Regions from separate parts of the Sus scrofa genome. Here region 1 is linked to region 2. Evidence: chromatin contacts called from public HiChIP or PLAC-seq data. All regions are on one chromosome and are shown on one strand. The core of a region is the stretch at or near the end of the contact, and the rest is flanking DNA. Distances in the headings are between cores, read along the strand shown.

Evidence for each region. HiChIP or PLAC-seq counts read pairs in DNA pulled down with a chosen protein or histone mark.
Region 1: an H3K27ac HiChIP or PLAC-seq map of alveolar macrophages shows a contact between it and region 2. The contact joins the enhancer-like site here to the promoter of TRMT13 in region 2. A contact is called at or near these places in 1 of 5 promoter capture datasets (fetal liver), 5 of 47 Hi-C or Micro-C datasets (brain, fetal liver, liver and 2 more) and 2 of 2 datasets of contacts at active chromatin or transcription factors (alveolar macrophages and skeletal muscle).

The regions. Positions count from the first base shown.
Region 1 is chr4:118,077,171-118,081,402 of Sscrofa11.1, reverse strand. It overlaps MFSD14A (hippocampus abundant transcript 1 protein), which reads left to right. Exons shown (of 13, transcript XM_013997351.2): 2 at 3,858-3,953. Among named protein-coding and RNA genes, the nearest start is that of MFSD14A, 11 kb to the left of the region's middle. Within about 2 kb of position 1,957, at least 18 of the 83 cell types and tissues checked have an H3K27ac peak or open chromatin away from gene starts, as enhancers often do. A contact at or near this core is called in alveolar macrophages, skeletal muscle and subcutaneous adipose tissue, where this site is marked.
Region 2 is chr4:117,983,428-117,987,463 of Sscrofa11.1, reverse strand. TRMT13 (tRNA:m(4)X modification enzyme TRM13 homolog) reads left to right here and starts at 1,831. Exons shown (of 10, transcript XR_002343574.1): 1 at 1,831-2,082. SASS6 (spindle assembly abnormal protein 6 homolog) reads right to left here and starts at 1,865. Exons shown (of 17, transcript XM_021090148.1): 1 at 1,529-1,865. The coding sequence starts at 1,845.

The sequences.
Region 1 (4,232 bases), core at 708-3,207, 94 kb before region 2:
ACAATTTTATGTCACTTAAAATCATTGCCTAATATAAACACTATTAACACTGAGGTGAGTTTTTATTTTGCTCTTCATAGTTTAATTACATATACAGTTTTATATCCTGCTCTGATTTTTAAAAAAATCAAACATTGCCATAAACATTTTCACATGTTATTAAAGGTTATCTGTGAAGTTTCTGGCTGCGCATTATTCTGTCTTATTTATATACCATGATCTGATTATTGGATGTGTAACTGAAGATTGAGCATTTAGATTTCCATATTTCCTACTATAATTATGCTGCTGTGAACACTTTTGTAGTAGAGCTTTTTCTGAATGTTTGGTTTTTTCCATAGGATGGAATGTTATTACCTATTTTTAAAATTATCTGTGTACATTCTTTATATTTTTATGGTGTCTTAGTGCTTTTGTATGAGTGCTTTACCTAGTTAAGATATCTTTTGCTACTTCTCGCATATTTTACTCACTTTGTTTTCTTGAAATTCAGCTAATGCTGTACATGTTTTTCTCAAACCAGTATACCTAAAACTAGTTAATCTTTTATTCTTTTCCCTTTCCTCCCTGTTGAGCTGACCAAGGCAGAAACTGAAATCATTTCATCTTTGATCTTCTCTGTCCTCTTCTGCTGCATCTAGTCAGCCACTGAGTCCTTTCTCTTCTCCTGCTAAATACGTTTTGTGTCCATTCCCTTTGCTCTATCCCTACTCTATCTTACTCTTCTAAGAAGCTTTCCCAACGCTGTCCTTGAATGATTAAGCGTTCTTCACTTAAGCAGCCTTTTTTTTGTGTGTGTGGCCACACCCCGGGCATGTGGAAATTCCGGGGCCAGAGATGGAGCCCACGCCACAACAGCGACCCGAGCTGCTGCAGTGACAATGCAGATCCTTAACCCACTGCACCCCAAGGGAACTCCTAAGTAACCACTTTTAACACTTTTCTTCTAAGCTTCTGGCTTTATGTGTATATTCATACACATTGTATTTAATTATCATCTTTTTACCAGCACTCACCAAACAGTTTTCAGGGAGTTCAGCTGTCATGAAATACTATCTTTCGTGTTGCAGAAGGAGTCCATGGTCAAGTTTGGGAAATGGTACACGCTGCATCTTCTTGGAGATTCATTATATAAATTAGCATATTAAAGGCCCTGACAAGTTCTCCTTGGCATTCTGATAGGTGCTGAGAATCTGTGGTGGTGAACAAAACCAGTTTGGAACTTACCCAATCCCATGAACCTTTCTACCTTATCTTACTGCACGTGCTCTGTTTGGTGCTGCTCGTTACCCCCTTTCCTAAAACTGTTCCGTTGCCATCTCTGCCAGTGTATTCTCTTGATTCTCCTCATGTTTCTCTGATTGTTCCTTCTTTATCTTCATGGGGTCCACTACAGTTCATCTGTCAACAGCACAGCTTGGAACTGAATGGGTCCGCTTACACATGGATTTTTTCAGTAAATACCCGCTGCAGCACTCCACGATCTGGCCTTGGATGAATCTGCACATGTGAACCTGCATACGGAGGGTTGACTGAAAAGTCACACGTGGCTTTTTGGCTGTGCGGAGGGTTGGTGCCCCTCAGCCCTGTGTTGTTCAGGGGTCACCTGTACTTCAGTGTTGGTGTTTCTTGGGATTCCGTCTTAGCCCCACTGCTCGCTTCACACTTGATTCACCCACTCCAGTGGTTTAAGATGTAACACTTACCGCTAATTAATTATTTTAACCAGCCCTCAAAGGACAATAGAAATGTCTTAAGTTCAAAGGCTGTTTCTTGGATAGGACCTGAAGTAAATTTGAGCCTCATGGGGAGAAAAGAGCTAGGAAGCTTCCAACTTCCCTGGTAGACAAGCAAGCTAAAAACTTGGAAGACTTCTTGACTCTCCCTCCCACACTTGGCCAGTTCTGTCCGTTTCAAATCCCAGCTTCTTATGTCCATTCCCTCCCCTCCAGCGTCCGAGCCACTTCCCTGTTTCGCGCCCTCAGTATCTGATTACACTGATTCAGAGAGCCTCCTTCTGCATGCGGTTTGCTCCTCAGTGACGTCCTTTAGAAAAACCACCGTGATGTATTGAAAAATGCAGATGTCATCACATCATCGTATTAAAACCCTTCAGTGGTTTCCTATTTCTCTAGAGTGAAGATAAGAAATCCTTAACAGAGCTTAGAGGCTACCCCTTCTGCCTTCCTTTCAGCCTTAAACTGTCCTGGCTGTTGTCTGCTTCCGTTTTTTTCTCCAGTGTGATTGTGCGCACTGCTGCCTCTTCTTGCAGTAACCTTTCCTGCTTCCTAACTTGTTACATCTCTTCCTGCATTTACATGTAACTAGATGATTATAATGAGGTTTCTTCCTAGACTGTGAACTCCTTGAGATCAGGGAGTGTGTCTTACTGGTTTTTGTAATCCTAGCACCTCTGGTACATAGTGGGTACTCTAAATGTTTGTTGAATGCATGAGATATTGCACAGATTCATTCCCAGCCACGGTCCTTCAAATCTTTTATCTCCCAACCCCCACCCCACCATTGTTGATTCCTTAGCTGCAGGTTCTCCTACCAAGAGGATTTTCAGGTACCTAAATTCTGCAGTTTGGGAGAGACGTCTTTTTTTTTGTTAAATGATGTAGCATCATTTTTAGTGTTTAGAGAAATCTAAACACTGTTAATATTTTGGACATAAGACTACTGATATATTTTTGAAATTTAAATATGATATTGTATGTACTGATTAGACTTGTCTGTTATATAAACTTGTTAATGAGGACTGAGTTAATGTTACGTCATTTGCTTTTCCGTCAATTTAATATGACGCTCAGAAACATGACTCCAACAACTGCAGAGATTCTTCAGATATCTCTAGTAGCAGTGTAGAGTTAAGTTTGTGTTGTCTTCCTTGTGTATATAAATCCCTCTCTCTCACACACTACTCAGGATGTTTCTGCTTTTGAGCCGTGTTGGTGTCTGTTATGATTCTTGCCAAATGGTTCATTTATGTTTTGAGATTAGTGCAGTTGCCTCCTAACGGTAAACCTTCCTTAGTTTTGCCTCCTTTTGATCTGTTTGCTACACCTTTGCCAGAATGATCTTTCTTAAAACTTTCATCTGACCACCTGAGTCTTACTTGACAAACTTCAGTAGTTCCCTACCGCCTTCAGAATTGAACCTAGACTCCTTAGCATGGAGGGAGGTTAGCTCTTCGTGCCTCTAGCTCACCTTTCCACGCTCCCAGTGTGCAGCCCTGCTCCAGTTGTTCTGAACTAATGCTCCTGCTCTCAGGAAGGGTTACGCTCTTCTGCAGGCTGCTTCCTTGACCTCTCCCGTCCTCCTTCCCGCTCCCAGCCCACCTCCTTCCATCCTTTCAGCCTTCCTCCTGGAGCTCTGATATTCCCATTCGCACCCTGGACTCGGCACTCCCTTAGCACACTGTGCCCATATAATGTACCATGCCCCCCCCATCACCTTGAGGACAGGGACAGGTGTTTGGCATAGTGCCCACTACATGTATGTTCTCCATAAATGTGTGTGTGTGTGTGTCCATATATAAATAAATATATATATATATATTTTTTTTTTTTTTGTCTTTTTAGGGCTGCGCCTGTGGCATGTGGAGGTTCCCAGGCTAGGGGTCTAATCGGATCTGTAGCTGCAGGCTTATGCTGCAGCCACAGCAACGCCAGATCCACGCTGATCCTTAACCCACTGAGCGAGGCCAGGGATCGAACTCGAAACCTCATGGTTCCTAGTCAGATTTGTTTCTGCTGCGCCATGACAGGAACTCCTCCATAAATATTTATTGACTCTTTTCATTATTGTTAGTAATTCTGGAATGCACTGTTAACTTTTTGAAAATCTCTTTCTAGCCTCAAGGAATAGGTTCTCCTAGTGTTTATCATGCGGTTATCGTCATCTTTTTGGAGTTTTTTGCTTGGGGACTATTGACAGCACCCACCTTGGTGGTAAGTAAACCTTTAACTTATTTATCACTGACTTTAAAATCTCTTTTTCTTCAGTTTTGGCGGGGGGGGGGGGGGAGGTGAGGTCCTTTTTCCTTTCCATGGTTAATTCTCCCACCGGTATCATCATCTAAGTGCTGTACTTTACTGCTTCAGTTGTCTTTTCCAGCCTTTATTTCTGTCTTACTCCTTGGCAGGGCTTGGACAGGTCTGATTCTTCTGGTGAACACTGGCTCAGACCCCACTCAGCTGCCAGCCCACGCCACAGCCACAGCCACGTCA
Region 2 (4,036 bases), core at 582-3,081:
GTGTTTTAAGGAGGTAACTGTGATGACAATGTAATGAGATGAAGAAGTGCTAGGAGTTTCAATATTGGAATCAGAAATTATGCCCCCCCAACATTTTATCTCTCTATAATCATTCCAGAACAGGGCTGTCCAACAGAGATACAATGAAGCCACCTATGTAATCTTTAACTTTTTAGAAGCCACATTTAAAAAATTAAAACGGATAAATTAATTTTAATATTTAACCCTATATATCCAAAATATTGCCTATATATGCAAAATGCAAAATACATGTTAAGATAATGATTTATAAATTCCATCAATATAAAAATGGAAACATTTTACATACCTTTTTTCTCATAGTAAGTTTTCAAAGTCCAACGTGCATTTTACTCATGCCACATCGGTTCCGATTAGCTCCATTTCAAATGTCCAATAAACATAGTGGCTCCCATATTGGGCAGCACAAAAGAATAACCAACTAGTCTACAAATCTCCATTTACAGCTGCTGGTTTTGGTACCATCTCCTCCCTGGCTTGCCAATTGATTCTGGACCTAATTCTGAACTACATACTAATTTCACATCACTGGCAGCTCAACAAATCAATGTCTTCATTTCTTTTAATGTCACATTTCCACACCACTTAGTTTTCACATATATTTTCACACCTGATCCTCATTAACAACCAACCATGTAGGTAGCCATGTTTTATCAGCTTTACTAATGAGGAAAATCAAGGTTCAGAGAGGAGCCAGCTGACACTGAGTGGTGCACTTGAGACAAAATTGAAATCTCCTGCCAAATCTCCCTACTTCGGCCTCAACAGCACCACCTCTTTAACCAAAGTTGTAACTTTTACATTTATCTGTGATACTGGCCTTTATTTCCACCCTCACCAGACTGTAAACTCCACCAACACAAGAACTCTCCTGATCACTGTATCCCCGGTGCCCAGGAAGAGTGTTCAACGTTTGTTGAATGACTAAATGAATATATGGTTTTCAACAATTGTTTTTCAATTTATTACACGTAATTTATTTTTAGTAACTATGACGAAAGAGAGGCAATACACCACAAATTTGTAGAGTTTTTTTTTTTTTTTTAAGTCTAACCTTGCATTTACTTCCAGTAGCGTTCAAAGGAGAGAGGGGGGAAAAAGGGCCGTGAGCCAAAGCCTGAATTCTAGTGCCCGCCCGCCGTGAACTCGTGAGCTCTCACGCAAATTACTTAATTTCTCTGAGCCAGACTTCTTATCCGTCAAAAAGAGAAATGGGCTATCATCTCCATGACAACATCCAGAGATAAGACTTAAAAAAAAACACACACAAAAACTGATGCGGGTCGGCGACCCATTCCTCACTCTTCCCTCCCCAGCAACGGCAGACTTTGAAACGACCACGAGGTCCCAGCCAGCTCTGTCTCCGCGGCCCGGGGAGATGGGCCGCACACCCAGCGCAGGCCGGGGCCCACCGGCCGGAGCCGCCATCTTTCCCCCTTGGCCCGACCCCTAACCGCCACCCGCGGGCACAGAGTAACGCGGCCCTCACCTCTCCTCGCAGTCTTTACATTTCACCTGCAACGGGACGAGTTGCTGGAACAGAATCTGGCTCATGCTGAACCCCTGCCCCGGCCGGTGTGCGGAAAAACCCAAACGGGCCGGCGGGTCAGCGGTACTAGCCTGAAAGGCCTCCGGGGCCTGTTTAAGTTTGGCGCTCGGCTTCCGCGGAAGAGGCGGGGAAAGTGAAGCAGAGACGATACGGAGGAGGTTTGGGCCTCGCCGGCCACCATCAGCTTCTTCCGGTTTTGTGACGGCTGGGCGGTCGTTCCGGGTACCCTCCTGCGTGGCGGGATCCGAGGCCGCCATATTTGTTAAGGGAAGGGAACCCGAGAGGCGCTAACAACTTTTCCTCTCTTCGCCGGATCGATGCTTGCTACCTGAAGTAAGCCCTGAATTATGGCGGCTTCTGCGCCGACACCGCATGGAACTGACTCTCCAGCAGAGGGGCGATGCGGTTACTATGTGGAAAAGAAGAAGCGGTTCTGCAGGATGGTGGTGGCAGCGGGGAAAAGGTTCTGTGGTGAACACGCTGGAGCGGCGGAGGTCTGGTATCGCCTTACCCTCTCGAGGGTCGGAAATAAGTTTCCTGGTCCGGCACTTTCCCTCTCTGACAGATTTCTGCTTCTGTCCCCTGGAGTTTCCAGCTTTTCCCGTGATAAACGCAGTCCTGGCCTCCCTAGGGAGCGATGATGAGCCGTAGTGAAGTGCAGTGTTGTCTTGTACTAAGTAAAGCGCCAGCAGTGACCCGTTTATCTTGATACCAACTCGTGGTAACGCTAGATTGTAGTTTTACCGCAGACTACCGCTTCTTGCGCTCCGCTCACTCTCCGCCTTCCTGATGGGAAGTGGTGGTTTAGAAAGAAGACAGATCCCAAGGTTTCACTCATTGTGTTTTCATTGTTTTGTGAACGATAATCACTTCTTGTGAATTATTGTGAGTCACTTCTTGTGAATTAGATGTACAGTCTTTTGAAAGCAACTAATAACTACTTTGCTGCAAAGGGGAAGGAAAGATTTAAAAACATGTAAGAATTGACTCAACACTGAGAACAGAAACTGTATGATTTTGTTCCATTAAACGTATGATTGTGATGTCGAACTATATATCTTTATGTATGTGTTTTTCTTTAGGAGATATATGATAGAAAATTTTAAAAACAGCAAGAGCAGAATGCTTATAGAAAGAGCATGTTTGATAGCTTTTAGAACAATTAAACCAAATAGACAAGCATCTGATTTCATGTCTTCTGAATGTCCGGTGTTATTTACATTTCTTTTCTTTGTGAGTCCGATGGTTTCTCCTGCTAGGCAATGTCTAATACAGATGCGCGTGCGCGCGCGCACACACACCCCCTCCAGCCCTGCCATCTGCTACTGTCCCTCATAGCCAAAGCTGTACTTCATGTGTTGATTTGACTGACATTTGCGTAGAGTGAAGTGTACTAAAACAAGCAGATTCTTGTTTTGGAATGTAAGTGACTTGTGACTTACAAGGACTCTTTGAAGTACACTCACTGTTGCCTTGGCTGGTTTTGAGGGGACCAGCAAACATCCCCTGATCGAAAAATGAGCTTTATGATTGGAGGAGGCCTTTGTCCTCACTCTAAGACCTTACACTTCACCGTGACCAGACGTCCAGAAGGTGACTGCAGATGCTGAGAGTAGTAGAATAGAAATAGGTCCTTACAGAGTGATTTGTATTCCTAGAAAGGAATAACATCATGTTATTAATCCCTTAAAGAAAGGTTGCAAAATACCAAGTGGAGACACGTTCCATGATTATGATTTGGTTTTCAATTTGGGGCATCCTACTGAATCTGTAATTTATTATGTAACTGAGTGGTATGTTTCCATCTTTTTTTCTTAAGTGTCATCTATAGCTGAGACCACTTGTACTCATTTCACCCAGTGGTTCTTAAATGGTGGTGGTTTAGTCCCCCCAGGAGACACTTGGCAATGTTTGAAGACATTTCGGTTGCCACAGCTGAAGAGTGTTTCTTGCGTCTAGTGGATAGAGGCTGGAGAAGCTAACTTAACATCCTACAATGGGTAGGAAGGCCCCCACAAGAAAGAACCATCCAGCCCAGAATATCAGTAATGCCAAGACTGAGAAACTTTCTGTTTCTAAACCCAAATAATAAAATTTAGAAGTGCTTTTTTCCTCCTACTCTATCATTAGGCTTTCGAAGGTTAGCATAGTCTTCTTCTTCAAGGAGATTAGACTTTAAAAGTTAGCAAATAAGCAATAGTGTTGGAAGTTTCCTCATGGATCAGTGGGTTAAGGATCTGACATTGTCACTGCTGTGTCTTGGGTCACTGCTGTGGCGCAGGTTCGATCCCTGACCTGAGAACTTCCACGTGCCATGGGCACAACAACAACAAAGAACAATGTACTGTATTTTCAAAAAGATACTGAAAATTCTCTCTTGTTCATGAAAATTGATGTACATAGTTTCATGGATATTCTGGGAGGCAGATCAGAACTGAAATAAACTGA